Regions from separate parts of the Pan troglodytes genome. Here region 1 is linked to region 2. The links are chromatin contacts, called in public capture Hi-C maps. All regions are on one chromosome and are shown on one strand. The core of a region is the stretch at or near the end of the contact, and the rest is flanking DNA. Distances in the headings are between cores, read along the strand shown.

Region 1 (5,675 bases), core at 1,750-4,249, 250 kb before region 2:
CAGACCAACATGGAGAAACCCCATCTCTACAAAAATACAAAAATTAGCCAGGCGTGGTGGTGCATGCCTGTAATCCCAGCTACTCGGAAGGCTGAGACAGGAGAATCACTTGAACCCGAGAGGCGGAGGTTGCAGTGAGCCGAGATTGCGCCATTGCACTCCAACCTGGGCAACAAGAGTGAAACTCTGTCTCAAAAAAAAAAAAAAGTCAATAAGCTTATCTAGCATTGCAGTAGATGTCCTGAAGAACCTTGGATTTGGGGAGTAAGGTATAGGAATCTATTTCCTTTTCAGCCCTTAGATTGCAATAACTCTCCCTGGAGATTGTGCCACTAACATGACTACTCAGTGCCAGAGTCAACCAGATTCTGACTGGCTGACAGATAAGCAGCCAGTCCTTGCTAAATACATGTCCCTGCACCATACCTGGCAAGAGGAATGAGTATAATATAATAGTTAGGATCGTGGTCTTTGCAGTTGAAAAGTCATGGGTTCAAGTCCTAGCTTTGCTTCTTCCTACCTGTGTAACCTTGGGCAGGTGTGTAAACTTGTCTGAATTTCAATTTCCGCTTCTCTAAAATGAGAACAGATAGTAGCACCTCCCTCTTAAGCTTGTTGTGAGAATTAAACATGATGATACATGTGAAGTGATATAGAGCCTGGCACATAATACGTACTCCATAAATGGGTGCTATTGCATCATCCATTCATGCATCATGTGTAAATTAAGTGTCTACTATATGCCTGGCACCTTTCTAGGCAATGGCAACATAGCAGTGAGTGACACAATAAAGATCTTTGCTCTCATGAATCTTACTTTCTACTTGAGGAGGAGGACAATAAACACAATGTTTAAATAACAGTAGATCTGATGCAATTAAGATGGAAAGAGAGTGACTTATTGTTAGTCATAACAATAGCTTTGTCCTGTGTGAGGATGGTTGGATTCAGTTGCCTCCCTCAGTCCTGCCAGGGTTCATGTAGACAGCTGGGCAGGGCTGGTGTGGGCAGTGAGGACATGAGTGGACACTACACAGAATTCGTACAGTGAACAACTTTGTGAGCCATGGCAGGTGTCCCACTGTGAAACATGGCTGAAACCTTCACCTGCCGGACCCCTGGGATCACAGGGCAAGAGGAGGAGCCTAGGTTTCCAAGGACACAGGCATGAGGCAGAAGTCTGGAGTACACTAACAAGGTTTCAGATTTCCTGGGCCCTCCCATAAGAGCCCAACTGGCCCCATTTGGGGACCAGTAGCAAACAGAGTTAATTTTTCTTAACTAGTGGATGACAGGGTGTTTCGATTCAGAACGAATTTCTCAATCCATACATCAAGAACTCAACAGCAGTTCTCATCCCTGCTTTTCTTCAGAATCACTTTTAAATCTATGAAAATGACATCACCCAAACCGTCACATCCCAGAAAGTCTGATTAGTGCAGCTCAGGGATGGAAACTGGGCATTCTTGCAATGCAATGTTCCAAGGTGATTTAAATGTGCGCTCAATGTTTGGAACCACTGATTTCACCCTTAAACCAAATCACAAAGCACTTCATGCCCCCAGACAGTCATGGTCCAAATGCTGCACCATGGTAGGGTCAGCTTGCAATCTCCCTCCGCAGAGTTTGGCGAAGGGTGGCCACAGTAAAGGATTAGAAACATTCCCATGGGAGAAGCAGGCTTGTTCCCACCGACTTCCTCAGTCATGCCGTCTTTCTAGTGAGCGTTCTTCCTCCTCTCCGTGGCCTCTCCAAGGTTCAACCAATCTTCAGTCTCTCTACATCCAAATCCTCTTCTGGGGCAATAGCAGCCCACAAAGCCTCTGCTTTCTTTGAAATCTGGCCCCTCTTAATAGTAACAGGACTTTCCAGCTTATAAAGTACCATGGCATTTATTTTGGCATTTAACTTTCCAAGCACCCTATTAAACAGATAAAATTATTTTACAAAGGGAGAGGCCACAACTTTAGAATACTAAGTGATTCACAAAGCCTCCTTAGCCCATAACTGGCAGGTCTGGGACCTACGTCTCCATTTTCCAAAGTGTTCTCAATTTCTCCCCAACCTGGCCAGTTCTCTTACGAAGTGTCCCAGCACCTGACCATTTAACTTCCATAAGCGTCAAGATTGTCAGTTTAACCTTTCTAAATGCTCGATCACAAAAATCACATTGTTTGCCTCTTCTGTCGCTCATCGTGTTAATTCGTTCATTATAGTACCCATTTAAATGAATTTATTAAATATAAATTATTCACCTAGTGTCAGCTGAAAATGATGTTATCTACCAAAAAAAAATCAAAACGTATTTTCTGGAAAAGAGACTGACTACACAAAGCAATGCACACTTTTCTAACTTTAGTTCGAAATCCTAAATTCAGAGAGTTGACAACAACATGAGCCAGGGTGAGCTGACCTTTCCCGGTTGCTTTGCTGCAAGCACAGGGTTGTGAGGGTTTGGGGTCACGAGGGTTTGGGTACTGTCATATTTTTAACAGGGCCCTTCATGGAATTGAGTCTTTCCACACATAAGCTCCTGCACTGGCATTCATTTAGTATAGGTGCTAAAAGGTCTCAGAAGAGCAGTAAAGCACTTTCTCTGGAAGGTCACTGGCCCCGTCTTTAACATTCCCTTGCAGAAAAATTATAAATGAGTCATCGAAGACACTGAATCACGTGGAAGAGACTTTCAAATAATTTGCACATTGAATAAAAAGACACTGCCTTTACCTCATCCCCAGGATGAATTCTTGGGGCCCATCACTTTAAAGTGCCTTGATAGAAATTATCAGAACTCAATTAATTAGGCAATTGTTAATTTCATTCAAATCCGAAGGTCAGTGGCACAATAGGGCTTGGCATAGGTTCCTATGCTTCTTTCACGTGGCTCAGATTTCCTCATCATTCACAGCAGTTAGAGAAGCAGCTCTGTTGCAAGGAGGGAACGGGGTGGGGGTGAGGCGGGGGGAGCTGCCAGCTGTGGCATTGTGTGGACCAGGAGATATTTCCAATTAGGCGAGAGTGGGAGGTTGCCTCATGAGAGATAGGAAGATGACTACTCCCTTGCACTACAAAAGGGAAGAGAATTTGACTCTCTAGGGAGAGTTCGCAGTTGAGAAATGGCTGCATTTCCACTCAGTTGCCTGAAAGGACTCCCTGCAGCAGGTCAAAATACAGAACTTCTCTTCCCTGCCGCTGAGCTGAGGCTGAGCTGAAGCTGAGCATGGTGAGATCACAGGGGACGCTGCAGTTCCCAGAGCCCCCCGGCTGCTGCCTATCTCTGTACCTTTGCAGAGTCTCTCCCCCTGCCCTGGATGGGACCAACAGCGGATTAGACACTGCAGAAGAAAAGAGGTGTGAACCCAAAGGTGAAGACGTAGCAAAAAAAGAAACAAGACAAAACAAAAAACTATCCAAAATGTAGAATAGAAAGAGAAAAAAAACTTTTAAAAATGAACAAAATATCAGTGACTTGTGAGACAAATCAGGCAGTCTAATATATTCACAATTGGAATTCCAAAAAAAGGGGAAAATGTAGAGGGGAAAATACATGAAGAAATAATTTTTTCCAAATTTTGCAAAAACTATAAATCTTGAGATCCATGAAGATCACCAAGCCCAGGAGGATAAATACAAAGAACACGACACCAGGTGAACGTCATAATCAAATTCCTGAAACCGAGTCCTGGAAAGATTATCTTCCGGACAACCAGGCAAAAATGACACTACACACAAAGAAACAAAGACAGGAATCACAGTAAATGCCTAGTAAGAAATTATTAAGAACACAAGAGACTGGAACAAAGTATTTTAAGATGACAAAAAAGAGTCACCCTAGAATTATATACCCGGTAAATATCTTCTAAATGAAAAAAAAAAATTGGAGACTTTCAGACAAAAAAAAAAAAAAAAGCTAATTCTTCATCAGCAGCCCTGCACCATGAGAAGTGGTAAATAAAGTCCTTCAAGGTGAAGGAAAATGATACCAGATGGGAACTTGGATCTACACAAAGAAGCGAGAAGCAACAGAAAATTGAAATATGTGATAAATAAAAATACTCTAGACTGGACACCATGGCTCATGCCTGCAATCCCAGCACTTTGGGAGGCCAAAGAAGGAGGATTCCTCTAGCCCAGGGGTTCAAGACCAGTCTGGGCAACATAGGGAGATCCAATCTCCATAAAAAATAAAAATAAAAATACTTTTTTCTTATTATAATTTTTAAAAATTCCTTAAAAGGTAATTGTTTAAAGTAAAAATAACAATATATTGTGAGGTTTATAACATAAGTGGAATTAAATACATAATAATAACACAAAAGATGTCGGGAAGGGAAGTATATTATAAGGTCCTTATATGTGAGGAGGTATGATATCTCCTTTTTTTTTTTTTTTTTGAGACAGGCTCTCGCTATGACACCCAGGCTGGAGGGCAATGGCGCAATGACAGCTCACTGCAGCCTCAAACTCTGGAGCTCAAGAGATCCTCCCACCTTGGCCTCCCAAAGCACTTACAGGTGTAAGCCACCATGCCTGGCCGATATGATATTAATTAAAGGTAGACTTTATAATTAAAGAAGAATATGATAAATCCTAGAACAACCACAAAACAAAATGAAAGATATAGCTAATAAGCCAATGGTAAAATAATGAAATAAATTCAATACAAAATCAGGAGGGAAAGAGAAAAAACGGATAAAGAAGAGATGAAAAATATTTTTAAAAATTAAAAACAAATAACAAGATGGTAAAATTAATCCCAAATCACATCAATAATTACATTAAATATAGTCAACCTATTCTGTCTAGTACACAAACCACTAGCCACGTGGGGCTATTGAAATTAAGTTAAGGCTGGGTGCAATGGCTCATGTCTGTAATCCCAGCATTTTGGGAGGCCAAAGCAGACAGATGGCTTGAGCCCAGGAGTTCAAGACCAGCCTGGGCACAATGGTGGAACCCAGGCTCTACAAAAAAAATTAAAATATTAGCTGGGCACGGTGGCGTGCGCCTGTAATCCCAGCTACGCTTGAGCCTGGGTTGGTGAGGCTGCAATGAGTCAAGATCGCACCACTGCATTGCAGCCTGTGTGACAGAGTGAGACTCTGTCAAAAAAAAAAAAGAAAAAGAAAAGAAATTAACTTAAACTTTAATAAGATCAATTTAGTTCCTCAGTCACTGTGGCCATATTTCAAGTGCTCAGTAGCCATCTGGTTAGTGGGTAGCATATTAGACGGAACATTTATAACATTTTCATTATCACAGAAAGGTCTATTGAAAAGGGTTAGTCTAAGCACTCCAATTAAAAGCAAAGATTATAAGACTGAGTGAAAAAGCAAGAACTATTATTCAAGGGAACACACACACACACACACACAGAGAGAGAGATCAAAAGTTAAAGAATATAGAAAAGCTATACCATGCCAACACTATTCATAAGAAAGCTGGAGTAGTTCTATTCATGTCAGACAAAGACATTCTTCAGACTTCCAAACAAGGCATAAACCAAAGACAAAGAGGAATATTTCAAAAACGATAAACAGATCAATTTAGCAAGAATACTTAACAACACTAAAAATGTTTGTACCCAATAGCAGAGATTCAAAACCCATGAAACACTGCACAGGATTTTCCTTCCTGCATGAAACAACATAAAACACTAGACAAAATACGTGAAA
Region 2 (5,268 bases), core at 1,228-3,727:
ACACGGGGAGTGACAAACCCTGCCCAGGCCTGAGCTCTGACTTCAGTTCCCTCATAGGAGACTTAGCTCTGCCCAGACCATGGCCACAAGCTAGAGCTGCGCCCCAGACGGCGGTTCAGCAGCAGGTGCCCCTCTCTGTCTTGGCACACATCTGTCACCACTGATGAAAACTATTTCGGAACATATGCCCTCTTAGTGGGGGTCTCTCATGCATTCCTGGAGTAAGACACATGCTAACGCGTGCTGCTTGCCAGAGTCAGGCTTGAAGATTGGTGTAAAAAACCTGCCCTTCTGGAATCTACTCATTAAAACTGCCTATATTCACCCTCATTAGGCCAAAAGAAAAAAAACCTGAATACTGTTTTTCTCTTTAAATTTCCAAGGCCTATTTGGTAAGAAATTAGTAACCTTTTAATCCAAAGGGGCATAAAATGAAAATGTCTTTAACTTCTGGGTCTTGCATTATAAAGAATGTCTGTGTTTATAAGACACAACAGTGTGATGCAGTCTCTTTTGGAATTCTGATTTTTCATTTATTGAACTTCTTAGTCTGTCATGTGTACTATATTTAATTATATATATATATATATATATATATTTTTTTTTTTTTTTTTTTTTCAAGACGGAGTTTCACTCTTTTTGCCCAGGCTGGAGTGCAATGGCAGCATCTTGGCTCATGGCAACCTCCACCTCCTGGGTTCCAGCGATTCTTCTGCCTCAGCCTCCCAAGTAGCTGGGATTACAGGAATGCACCACTACACCCAGCTAATTTTGTATTTTTTGTAGAGACGGGGTTTCGCTGTGTTGGCCAGGCTGGTCTTGAATTCCTGACCTCAGGTGATCCGCCCACCTCAGCCTCCCAAAGTGCTGGGATTACAGGCATGAGCCACCGCGCCCAGCCAATAACTATATTCTTTAAGACATCCCTGCATAATACTGACTTTCCAAGTCACACAGTTCTTCCCACTTCATGTGAAATACCCACTTCATGTGAAACAACGAGATTCTGGGATTTTTCTCTCATTCCCCTCACCCTTCAGGGAAAGAAGGGAAAAATGAAATCCAAAATCTGAGGAGCGGTTATCTGGGTAACTGGTGGTTTTCCAAAAAGCCTCTTTCTTCATACTATGGTTCTAAAATGTCTTTAAATTAGAGTAGCTCTCTTTATCAAAAACATCACCATCAAGAAGGTAAGGAGGGCCTAATGATGGGGTGTCTGGGAGGCCTTGAAAAAATCCGAATAACGTGAGAGGCAGCCACCATCTCCTAACCCAGCCCATCGCCACTCCCTTTCCAAGCCAACTCGGCACCCATGAGCCGCCTCCACTGCAGGTGGAAGGGGCAACGCTGAGTTTCCCGACTTTGTAGAACCTGCCAGAGAAGCTTTTGTGTTTCGTTAAATACTTGGAATAGCTCGTTTGCTTTCTCCGTTGAATTCTCTTTCAAAATCCTCACAGAGTGGTCTGATTAGTCACAATCTGACTGGGATTTTTGTGAGTCTGGGATAGCGCAGGTTTTTTTTTAATTTTTGTTATTTTTGTTTATACATATATTTTTTGAGACGGAGTCTCACTCTGTTGCCCAGGCTGGAGTGCAGTTGTGCAATCTCGGCTCACTGCAACCTCTGCCTCCCGGATTCAAGCAATTCTCCTGCCTCAGCCTCCCGAGTAGCTGGGATTACGGGTGCCTACCACCACGCCTGGCTAATTTTTGTATTTTTTAGTGGAGATGGGGTTTTGCCATGTTGGCCAGGCTGGTCTCAAACTCTTGATCTCAGGTGATCCGCCCACCTCGGCCTCTCAAAGTGCTGGGATTACAGGCATGAGTCACCACCCCAGGCCCAGCACAGGTATTTTTAAATGCATGGGTAGCAACAGAACCTTCCTTTTAAAGGAAGTCTGAGGTCAAAGCCACTCTGGTCAAGATGGGAGTGTCTTGTGGGCAAAACTTCTTGGCCTTGCTCAGCTCCTAAGACTTGGGATTTACATGTTGGTGCTGCCACCATCTCGCTGTGTGACTTCCAGCAGGGTGCAGCCTCTTGGGGTGGCATGGGCTCGTCGTGAAGAAGCACAACACACGTACCTCTACTTGCCTGGGGCAGCAGCTGGCACCTGAGGGTCTCTGCACATGTCAGCACCTGCTATTCTTACTCTTACTGGTTCTTTTTATTATTATTTTGCTGCTTCAAAAGCTATGCTTTCAGTTATTTCATCCTGTTTCTCAACTCTCCTGCTCTCCTTGCCTCCCTGTGTCTGGGAGGTCAAAGGGCAGAGGAAAAGAGAGAGGCCCTGGGGGCATTTGCAAAAGACAGCGGGCAGGAAACAGACTAGGGAGATTGTTGGGCTAGAGATTGAGGGAATGGGGGTTAAGTCATGGTAAAAAGGGAGAAAGAGAAAAACAGAATGAATCTAGCAAACTCATTTGCCTCAAGATATGGGAGTCATAGCCCCGAAGAGCCCAGAGCAGGGGCTGCAGGCCCCTCCTGCCATCCCTCCCAAACAGTGTTTCCTGGAAGCGGAGGAGCCTGTGTTGAGGGAGACGGGACAGGAGGCAGAGACTACCTGCAAGTTTCCTAAGGCCAGCCTCCTTCCCCAGAAAGGATTAAGGGTCCAAAGGAAGGGGAGACCCAAAACAATCACCGTGTCTTTACCCCGAGGTCAGTCACACTGGAGAGGGGGCCCTCGGGCAAAGACTGGGTGATTGTTTTGTTCGTTTTTTGCACAGATTTCCAAGACGTGCATAGTAGCAAGTAAGGCTGGAGAGGGGAGGGTGAGGGGGAATGATAAGTTCTTGGTGATCCCAGGCTGTTTTGGAGAGAGCCAGGATCAGATTTAGGATAATGACCGGACCCAAAAATGCCTGTGAAGCTGTCACATACAAACTGCTATGCCCTAAATGAGGGGGAAAAGGGACTCTCTGATGCCCTGCTTTTGACATTCATCTCCAGAACGATTTGTTCATCTCTCTAAATTTGGAATATCAGTTTGTGAACATTGCTTACAAAATCCTGTCCCAATTCTGTGGCCCTCCCGGACTGCAGGGCAGTAAGTCAGGTCTGCAGATTCAGGCGGGCCTGCTGTCATAGCCAGCTTGAGAAAGACTGGCACAGGGGCCCCCAGGATGCCCAGACCTCATCTGCAGCCCCTGTTCACTGCCCAGGACCCAGCCGTGGGCTCCTTAGGGATGCTGGGAAAGACGGCTAAGGGACGGAAATGAAGTGTACAGACCGAGCAGCAGCAAGATCTGCCTGCAAGGCTGAAATAACTCTTTCATCTGGTTATGTTTTTCGGCTCCACCTTGAAGTTTTCGGCACAGTTCAGCATGTTCCAGACCATCAAAGACCAGCTAGAGCAGCGGACGCGGATCCTGCAGGCCAATATCCGGTGGCAACAGGAAGAGCTCCACAAGATCCAGGAGCAGCTCTGCCTGGTCCAGGACTCCAATGTCCAGGTGATCCCCTTCCCGGGCTGGCCTCTGTCCCTGCTGCTGTGTGGGAAGGGGTCCTGCCGCCATTTCCGGGCAGCCAGGACTTCCTCCCAAGCCCTGTGCACTGCCCTGCCAAGCCCCATTTGCTTATGAAAGCATATTGCAGTCTCTGCAAAGGACAAGGAACAAATCCCGGTCCCCATCCCTGCCTCCAGGCCACACCCCTGATGTCCTCTTCCCTCGCCCCTCACTCTGGCAGACACATCTGCTCGCTGCCTCCACCTCCGTTTGCACTTGTGCACTTGGCGTTGGATTGCCCTGCATGGATGCCTGCCTCGGTCCTGGGTAGTACCTCCCTGCACCTCTATAACTTTGCTTTCCTAGCTCCCAGCCCAGGCTGCCATCAGGAGGAGATGGACGCAGCTCTGTTGTTTCTCATCCAACGCAGGCATCCAGGGAGATGTGGGAAATGATGATATCCATATCACAGCCTACTGGGGACTGCAGAGGGAGCTGGGTGGCACCCCATTTGTGGTGTGCCAGCAGGGAAGCTCTGCAAGGCCTAGCAGCAGCAGCTCTCACTGTGACCCCCAGATATTAGAATTGTTTGGAGAGGTGTTGTTTTGTTTTGTTTTTTGTTTTGTTTTGGAGGAAAACCTTTACGTATTGGATCTCTCTTAATAATACATGATGTTTTACTTATATTAGTCCAGGACTGTGTATCTTCAGAAGTGCCTGATTCTGACCCAGCCTTTGATTGTAAATGTAACTCTAGCTAACCTTGGCGTCTGCCCTGGGAGCGCTAAGCATTTGGAGACCCTTAGAAGGGACAGAAAGAAGCAGAAATAACATCTCTGCCGGAGCACTGTCCCTGTTGCTTCCCCCATCACCATCTACGCAGACCCTCCCCTGGCCACACAGCTTCCGAAGTGCAGCCACACCTACCATAGGCGACAGGCGGGTTCTGTCGGGGCACAGCGCCCTGAGCCGGTGCACGCTGAGATTAATACGCAGTGGTGCAGGTGTCTGGGGGCTTAGGGAGATGCTCGTTTGGCCATCCTGCCTCGCTGAGGTCCCAGCAGCTCCGCCTGGCCCTCAGGGGCACTCCTGGTGGCTTTCTAGATGCTCACTGTCCCTCCCCTTCCTGCCCCTGCACAGGCCTCTCAGAGGTGGCTGCTCACCTTAAAGAGAAGAGCCCCGCCCTGGACAGGCCACCTCCCCACCTGCTCCCCTCAAGACACGGCGTGTGCGCCTTGAGCAGGCTTCACTCAGACAGCCTGGGCCATGCCAGAGCCCTGCTGCTCTCCCCACCTCCTCAGTGCACCCTTAAATTGACCAGGAAAAGGCTCGGCCTTCTCGTGAAAAGAAATGGAGTCACCGAGCTGCCATTCCACCTTTTACCAGAATAGGTAAAAAGTGGCTTTTGACTTACGCCTTCCCAGCTGGAATATTTTTCTCACTGATCCAGGGCCTGACTGGGAGCCCGATGCTTGCCTGACTCCAATTACTTTAATGGAATTTTTACACTAACAGGAAGGGGGAAATCGAGCCAGAAACTGCTAAAATTGAGGTAGGCGTATGAACATCCCCCTCAGTGCCTGGAGTTTTTCTACTTCCTGCCTTTTCTGAATTTTAAAATAACAGGCAGCAAGGTTATCGCTTTCACTCCTGTTATAACAAAGTATTTTTCCTCCTTGTGACCCATGCCTTTGGTTAACCCCAAAGTACCTATGCCACAGTGCACTGAGGGACGTTCTGAGCTGGCCGGCATGGGAATTGCACCCTCCGGTGCCTTCCTGCCCTGTGTTCATTCCTGAGGCTTTATCTTTGCAGTGGAATTTT

Evidence for each region. Capture Hi-C pulls out chosen DNA fragments and counts their contacts.
Region 1: a capture Hi-C map of stem cell-derived neural stem cells shows a contact between it and region 2, with 4 times the contacts expected there. The contact joins two enhancer-like sites. A contact is called at or near these places in 4 of 7 Hi-C or Micro-C datasets (blood, induced pluripotent stem cells and stem cell-derived neural progenitor cells) and 1 of 1 other capture datasets (stem cell-derived neural stem cells).

What each region holds. Positions count from the first base shown.
Region 1 is chr12:22,200,100-22,205,774 of NHGRI_mPanTro3-v2.0_pri, reverse strand. No RefSeq gene overlaps it. Among named protein-coding and RNA genes, the nearest start is that of NPAS2, 86 kb to the right of the region's middle. Within about 2 kb of position 2,999, at least 6 of the 24 cell types and tissues checked have an H3K27ac peak or open chromatin away from gene starts, as enhancers often do. A contact at or near this core is called in stem cell-derived neural stem cells, where this site is marked.
Region 2 is chr12:21,952,505-21,957,772 of NHGRI_mPanTro3-v2.0_pri, reverse strand. NPAS2 (neuronal PAS domain protein 2) reads left to right here. Exons shown (of 21, transcript XM_003309165.5): 16 at 3,304-3,450. Among named protein-coding and RNA genes, the nearest start is that of RPL31, 21 kb to the right of the region's middle. Within about 2 kb of position 2,477, at least 6 of the 24 cell types and tissues checked have an H3K27ac peak or open chromatin away from gene starts, as enhancers often do. A contact at or near this core is called in stem cell-derived neural stem cells, where this site is marked.